Linked DNA regions of Callithrix jacchus: region 1 is linked to region 2. The links are chromatin contacts, called in public Hi-C maps. All regions are on one chromosome and are shown on one strand. Each heading gives the region's core, a stretch centred on a gene start, on an enhancer-like site or on the middle of the called end of the contact. The rest is flanking DNA. Distances are from core to core; before and after follow the strand shown.

The links. Hi-C and Micro-C count contacts between places; a contact is called where the count stands out from the background.
Region 1: a contact with region 2 is called in a Hi-C map of skeletal muscle, with 3 times the contacts expected there. The contact joins the promoter of ACOT7 here to the enhancer-like site in region 2. A contact is called at or near these places in 3 of 3 Hi-C or Micro-C datasets (induced pluripotent stem cells and skeletal muscle).

What each region holds. Positions count from the first base shown.
Region 1 is chr7:44,283,805-44,287,353 of calJac240_pri, reverse strand. It overlaps ACOT7 (acyl-CoA thioesterase 7), which reads left to right and starts at 1,339. Exons shown (of 10, transcript XR_013519756.1): 1 at 1,339-1,834.
Region 2 is chr7:44,248,066-44,251,723 of calJac240_pri, reverse strand. The region is part of intron 1 of ACOT7 (acyl-CoA thioesterase 7); the gene reads left to right. Among named protein-coding and RNA genes, the nearest start is that of ACOT7, 36 kb to the left of the region's middle. Within about 2 kb of position 2,228, at least 6 of the 16 cell types and tissues checked have an H3K27ac peak or open chromatin away from gene starts, as enhancers often do. A contact at or near this core is called in skeletal muscle, where this site is marked.

The DNA.
Region 1 (3,549 bases), core at 90-2,589, 37 kb before region 2:
CTGAGCGACAGAGCCAAGACCCTGTCTCAAAAGCTTTTTTTTTTTTTAAAGGGAAATTATCTTGCCTGCAGCTCCAAATCTAGTTACTGCTTCCAACCATTTCAGGATTCAATTGCGAAGAGGTGGTGTTTAAACAGTCTTGCAGGCTGTTGATCAACTTGCTTGCATCAACTTGATTCTCATGAGAAAACAAAATTCTGTGGCCAGCACAGTGGCTCACACTTGTAATCCCAGCACTTTGGGAGGCTGGGACGGGAGGATCACCTGAGATCAGGAGTTTGAGACTAGCCTGGCCAACATGGTGAAAACCCATTTCTATTAAAAATACAAAAATTAGCCAAGCATGGTGGTGAATGCCTGTGGTCCCAGCTACTCGACGGGGAGAATGAGGCAGGGGAATCGCTTGAACCTGGAAGGCAGAGGTTGCAGTGAGCTGGGATCACACCACTGCATTCCAGCCTGGGCAACGGAGCGAGACTCCGTCTCAAAAAAACAAAACAGAAAAAGGAAATTCGTGGTGTAAAAAAAGTCCTGAAATCACGGAGTTCTGACCTGGGCTGCCCCTGCTCCTGGGAGTTATAGACCATGTTGTGGGCTGCCTTCACGGTCCGGTAGCGGTGACCAGGATGAGGTACAGTTCCTTTAGAGCTACCTAGCTGAGTGTAAAATGGCTTGTTCAAATTGCACTGGGGAGCTGGAGTTGTGTGGGTTTTCATTTAAAGATGTGAGTACAAATCTATGTGTACTGTGGAAATTCGGAAAAGGTCAAACTGGCTAGGAAGCAAAAAGCTGACATTCCAGCACGTGGGTGCGGCCGCTTCTCCCCTCTAGGATGTTTTTTTGGTGGATTTATTTTTTTTTTTTGGTGACCCCCAGTAGCCTGGACTCCGTTCCGGGTCACATCCGTGTGCTGTAAAACACTGCATGTTTCAGGGTTCATCGCTGCAACACGTGCACCTCCAGGCTGGCGCTCAGCGCTGCCGGGAAAAGCCGCATCCGGCAGTGTGAACAGGCGCGGGCCTTTCCTCCTTCCCACCTCGTGACGCTTTGTGCCGCTGCAGCAAAACCCCGTTCCATTCCCCGTGTGCGCGCCCGTGTGCTTCCCGGCAGCCGCCACCAATGCTCCTTTCCAGGAAACAGACTTCCATTCTCTCTTAGGGCGGATCGCAGAGAGCCGCGGATGCGGGCGACCGGGGCCCGGGTGGGGTGGGGGCGGGGTGGGATTCGGGCCAGACAGTCAGGCGCCCCGGCCGGACCTTCCGCCGTGACCTCATCCGGTCGCCCAGGCACCGGGCGCGGCAGCGAATCGGCGGCGCGGGCGGCCGGGAACGCCCCCGCACAAATATTTACCGCCGCGCGGAGAGCGAGGCCTACGTCCGCTCCGCCTACGCCACTCGGCCGCTTCTCTCCGGACTGTCACCGGGTCGGACGCGGCCTCCACGGCTCGCGGGCCTTTCCCGTGCCGGCGCGGCCCAACCGCCACAGATCCTTCTGGAAGCGGCGCCCGCCGCGGCCCTCACGGCGTCAGAACCGGACACACGCGCGAGCCCGCGGCGGCCTTGGCGGCCCGGGGCACGGGAAGCGGGGCGGGGCCTGCGCGGGGGCGGGGCCTGCGCGGGGAGGCCGCGTTAGATTCGCCCCCGGCGCGCAGGCTCCGCCTCGCCGGCGCCATGGCTCCGCCTCTGCCCTCCCCCTCTATGGCGCCGCCCCGGCTCATTCATTCCGCGCCGGGCCTGCCAGACACCTGCGCCCTCCTGCAGCCATCCGCCGCCGCCGCAGCCGCCAGCATGTCGGGCCCAGACGTCGAGACGCCGTCCGCCATCCAGATCTGCCGGTAAGAGAGGACTCGCGCGGCGCCGGCACAGGCCACCCGGCCTACCCAGCTCGGCCCTGCGGTCCCCACCCGCCGAGGCCGTCCCCAATTCCCGGCACGGCCTCCCGCGCCGCCGCCCAGGACCCCGCCCGCCAGCGGCCGGGATGCGCCTTGCGATGCAGCACAAGCAGGGCGGTCCCCGCCCGCCTTCCGCCGGCTCCTCCCAGCCGCCTCTTGAGGGCGGCGGTTGCGCCACCGGCCATTTGGGCGAGAAAGCCGGGCAGGGACGGGGCGGGTGGAGGTCCGTGCACAGCTCCAGAGCCCGGCGGCCGGCGCCCGCGGGCTGCCCCGCCCCGGGCCTCGCCCGAGCATCTCGGAGTCTCAGCCCCGTGGTCCTGCTTAGCCTCCTGGAGCATTCGGGATCGTTACCTCGGCGGTTGTGCTGCGCCAACCAAAGCCCCCAGAGGTGAAGGAGAGGTGCCCAGAGCCGGGCGAGCCCCTCGGTGGGTGCCTCCGTGGGAGGAGGCTGCAGAGCTACCGTCTTCAGGGCACTGCTTCGGTTTAGGGGAGGGCGGGTGTTGAAAGGAAGAACAGATAATACTGTTTGCCACTGACAGTTTACTATCAAGAAAAGGGAATCAGTGGTCTGTTGGGCCTGAAAGCATCTTACACAATAGGGGCAAAGGGTTGTCCTTCTAGGGCACCCCCCCCCCCGCCCCCGCCGGCTTCCTCCACCGGGTACTGAGTAGATAGATGCAAGCCCCCAGCGGAAGCTGGAGGCTGGAGATCATGAACAAGCTCATTTCCCATAGGAGGTGGGGAGGGCAGCCTCAAGGTTACTCTGCAGTTCCCTTCGGTAGAATCGGAAGCAGATGCAGGCTGGCATTTGTGCATGAGCTAAGTGAGGACAAGGAGTCTAGGTTTTCAGCCACTGCACATGGGCACTATGGACTTCGACCGATCCTACCCTGCTTGATGAACTACCAGTAGTGAGAGCTGCTGTTTTGGTGGTGGGTGCCTCACGTTTGGGAGTTGGGCATCACAGATTGACCTTGGGCTCAAGCCAAGTCCAAGAAAAGCAAGTAACGTTCCCGTAGACATTGACCTCTCCCGGAAGGCTCGGCATATAGCAATATTCCTGGGTCAATGGACATATAGCAATATAGTCCTGGGTCAATGAAACTCCTTGACCCTCAGTCTCAGGCCCTCTTCTGGGCTGGTCGAGGGCCTTTCCTGCCGGTTTGATTTTTCCAGAGAGGCATCATCTTTGTGCGGAGCCCTGCCCTTTGACTTTGGCTGTGTGGCTATCCTGGCCCCATCACCTCTGGAGGTGGGGAAAGCGGAGCAAACATAATGGAAGTAACTGGAGACAGACGGCCTGCATCAGGTCTCTGAATCAGCTCTGCTGAGTATTGGCTGGGAACCTTGGGCTCCCTGGTTTGCAGAGTTTATACCTGTCTGATCTCACTTGGTTTGCCCAGCTTCCCTGGGAGGTTGATGGTCAGGAAGGCCACCTCTACCTGTATGGAGGAGGAAATGGCGGTTTCAAGAGTTGAATAATTGTGTAAAGTCATCCTGCTCCAGGAGCTCCAGGGACAGCCCCGCCCAGGTCTTCTGACTCCAGATCAGTGTTCTTCTCACACCTCTCCTGAATGAAGGAAGTCTTGGTTTAAATCTACCTGTGGAAGGCTGGGCTTTTATTTACTTCTTCAGGATGATGAATAGCCAGTTCATAC
Region 2 (3,658 bases), core at 979-3,478:
AACAAGAGGAGAAGTAAGGCTGCTTGAGCTTCTGTTTGGCAGAGTCCCCCATGGAAAGAGTAGGCGTTCACGTGTGCCTGTGCCTGGCCTTTGAGGCCCCAGGCTCGTCCATGAGTCTGTTTGGTTCCTGAAGGCTCCCACGCCTCCCTCACAGGGTTGCTGGGCTGGCCTGAGGGTGCTGGGTGAGGCTGAGGGTAGTGGGCAGGGCCAAGGGAGGTGGGTGGGGCCAAGGGTGCTGAGCAGGCCGAGGGTGCTGAGGGTGCCAAGCTGGGCTCTGCTGAGGGTGCTGGGCAGGGCTGAGGGTGCTGCTGCTGCCACTGCCACCTCAGGGCTCCCCTGTACCACTCTGTGCTGCCTTCTCTGGGAGCAGTGAAGGCCTCTGGGCATGGCCGCAAACCAGGCGGTGGGTGACAACTGGAAGCAATTTCCTCAGGTTGGAGACCCAGCAGTGGGCAGGGCCGCGCTCCCGAAGGTTTTGTGGGAGGCTGCTCCGGTCCCTGCCTTCATCTTCATTTGGACTTCCTGTGTCTCATGTCATGATTTCTGTGCTCCTATAAGGGCACCACTCGTTGAGGGAGGGCTCTCCCTAAGGCTCGGTAACCTCATTTGAGAGTATCTGCCAAGACCTCTATCTAAGTAAGGTGATGTTCATAGTTTCTGTTAGGACTCAAACACATCTGTTGGGGGACACAGTTCAGCCCAGTACTCAGGGTCCATGGGGCTTAGGTAGGACTCCATCTTGAGGGGACCCTGGGGCACAGGAGACCTGGACAGCCCTCAGGTGTCTGCTAAGAGGCCTGGGGCAGGAGCGGCTCCTCTGATTGCCAGGCTTCCCTGGATTCTTCCAGGCGCCCTCGCTTTCCACTCCTGGAACACATCCTCTGCCCCACTCCTACCTTGGGACTGGCTCAAGCCACCCCAAGGGACGCTGCTGCAGGCGGTCTTGGGACGAGTACTGGCTGGTCCTCTGGTGTGATGAGATCTGAGTTTTGAGCTGTGCCTTGAAGCATTTTTAAAGAGCACTGATTAATGTGAACAGGTTGAGATGGTTTAAAGGCATCCAAAAGGCACACAGAATCTCTCCGAGGTCCCACTCAATAGCTAGTTTCCTCCTCCAGGGTCCATGGAGGCCTCTGGTTTCCCACACTCCTTCCTGGGATGGTTTTCCCTGCACCCCAGTGTCCCCAGATGTGTCCCTGTGCATCTGGAGTTTTGGTGGGTAGTGCCAGGTGCTCTCTGTGAGGGGGTGTTGGCTTACACTCCCCTATCGTAAATGGTTCCCTATCCTTCACAGAGGGTGGGTCAGACGTTGCTGGGACAGGTACAGCAGTGGAAAGGGCAGGTATACCCGGTGAGAACTTCCGGATCCCTGAGAGTTCCAGATGCCTTACTGGGAAGTTGAGTCTTTCTTGTGTAGATAGGAGAGGCCCTGGAGGGTGTGAATGAGGGAGTGACTTGGCTAGATTCCTGCTTAGGAAGAGTCACTCATGGGCTGTGCAGTGAGGGCCAGCTAGGATCTGGGCAAGGCCAGAGGCGAGTGCAGAGGCCACGCAGAGACCCTGGGAGGTGTCCCCCCAAACACTATCTGATTGGCAGTTCCTGGGCTTCAGCCTCACAGCCTCCTTTCAGGATGGATCCAGACTTTGTCCCAGCCCTGAGGCCCTGCATGACAGCAGCGTCCCTATCTCAGGGCTTCTCTTCTTCACCCCCTTTTGGGCTGTGCGCCAGCTTTGTGGGGTTGCTTTCTGTTTCTGGAGCTCACTGGGCACTCCTGGCCTTGGGCCCTCAAACACTCCCTCTCCTTGTAGCCTTCTCTGACCTCTGCTCCTGGCTCATCCTCCAGGAATTGGCCAAGGTGTCATTTCCTCTGGGAAGCTTTCCCGGAGATCAGGTGGGGCCGTACCCTTCTGGGAGTGGCTCCTTGATTCATGTGTGCTCAGCTTCCTCAGAGCCCTGCTCATCAGCCAGTTGCTCCCTCCAGAGGGGACACTGTCCGAGAGTGGGGTGGCTGAGAATGGGGTGGCAGCATCAGCTTCTATTCACCTCGGGCCCCAGCACTGGCCACTCAGGCTACAAGGGATAGACACGCATGGTTCCAATCTGGGACAGGAACAGCTGGAACAGAAAAAGGGCAGGGCTATGGGTGCGGGTGACATTCCAGACCTGCAGTCAGCCGGGGCTACTGCCTACCAGGACCCTCCAGTGGAGGATAGTGTGGGCAGCGCTCGGGGCCAGCCCTGGAGAGAGAAGGCAGCCACGAAGAAAAGGCCCCGCCCTAGGCAACTTTCTGTCTTTCCCTGAAGTTTCTGGGGTCAGAGGAGGGGGAAGAAGTGTAGGCTTGGTGTGGTGGGGCTTGGGGAGGGGTAGTATGTCAGACTCAGCAGCAATCAGTCCTCCAGAACCTGGCCAGGCCTGTGCCGCTGCCTATGTGTGGTGTTCACGTCTTTCTTTCTTTAGTTTTAGATAATTTTTAACCCCAGGAATACTAGTGACAAATGTATTTCTTTTTCTTTAGAGACAGAGTCTTGCCCTGTCACCCAGGCTAGAGTGCAGTGGCACCATCTAGGCTCACTTCAACCTCCGCCTTCCAGGTTCAAGTTATTCTCCTACTTCCGCCTCCAGAGAGCTGGGACTACAGGCGCCAACCACCGTGCCCAGCTCACTTTTTTGTGTTTTTAGTAGAGACCAAGTTTCATCATACTGGCCACACTGGTCTCGAACTCCTGACCTCAAGTGATCCACCCACCTTGGCCTCCCGAAGTGCTGGGATTACAGGCATGAGCTACTGCGCCTGGCCAGACAAAATGTATTTTTTTTCTTTTTTCTTTTTAGTGACAGTCTTGCTTTCGCCCAGGCTGGAGTGCAGTGGTGTGGTTCACTGCAACCTCTACCTCCCTGGTTCAAGATATTCCCCTGCCTCAGCTTTCCAACTAGCGTGTGGTACTACAGGTGTGTACCACCACGTCCAGCTAATTTTTGTAGTTTTTGTAGAGACAGGGTTTTGCCATCTTAGCCAGGCTGGTCTTCAACTCCTGACCTCAAGTGATCCACCTGCCTCGGCCTCTGTAAGTGTTGGGATTATTGGTGTTTGCCACCATGCCCAACCTGTATTTCAATTTTTTAATAGTAAAGAGGGGCCGGGTGCAGTGGCTCATGCCAGTAATCCCAGCACTTTAGTAGGCCGAGATGGGGATCACCTGAGGTTCGGAGTTCGAGCCCAGCCTGGCCAAATGGCAAATTCTGTCTCTACTAAAAATATAAAAGTTAGCCAGGTGTGGCGGTGCGTGCCTGTAATCCCAGCTATTCGGGAGGTCGAGGCAGAGGAATCACTTGAACCCAGGAGATGGAGGTTGCAGTGAGCCAAGCTCATGCTACAGCACTTCAGCCTGGGTGACAGAGTGAGACCCTGTCTCAAAAAACAAAACAAAAAAAATAGTACAGAGGAGTGTGAAGTGCTTTCGGTCCCAGTGTCTTTATTAGAAATGGGAAAACAAAATTTCCAGTGAGAGGCTGCAGCTTCCCTGGCTCCCCTGGGTCTCACCCCTGCCTGCGTGGAGACGGAGGCAGTCATGACCCTGTCTTGGACACTCTTGGCCTTGGCCAGGCCATGGGGTGGGGGCCTGAGAGAGTGACAGAGCTGTTTATGAGTCCTGGAGGC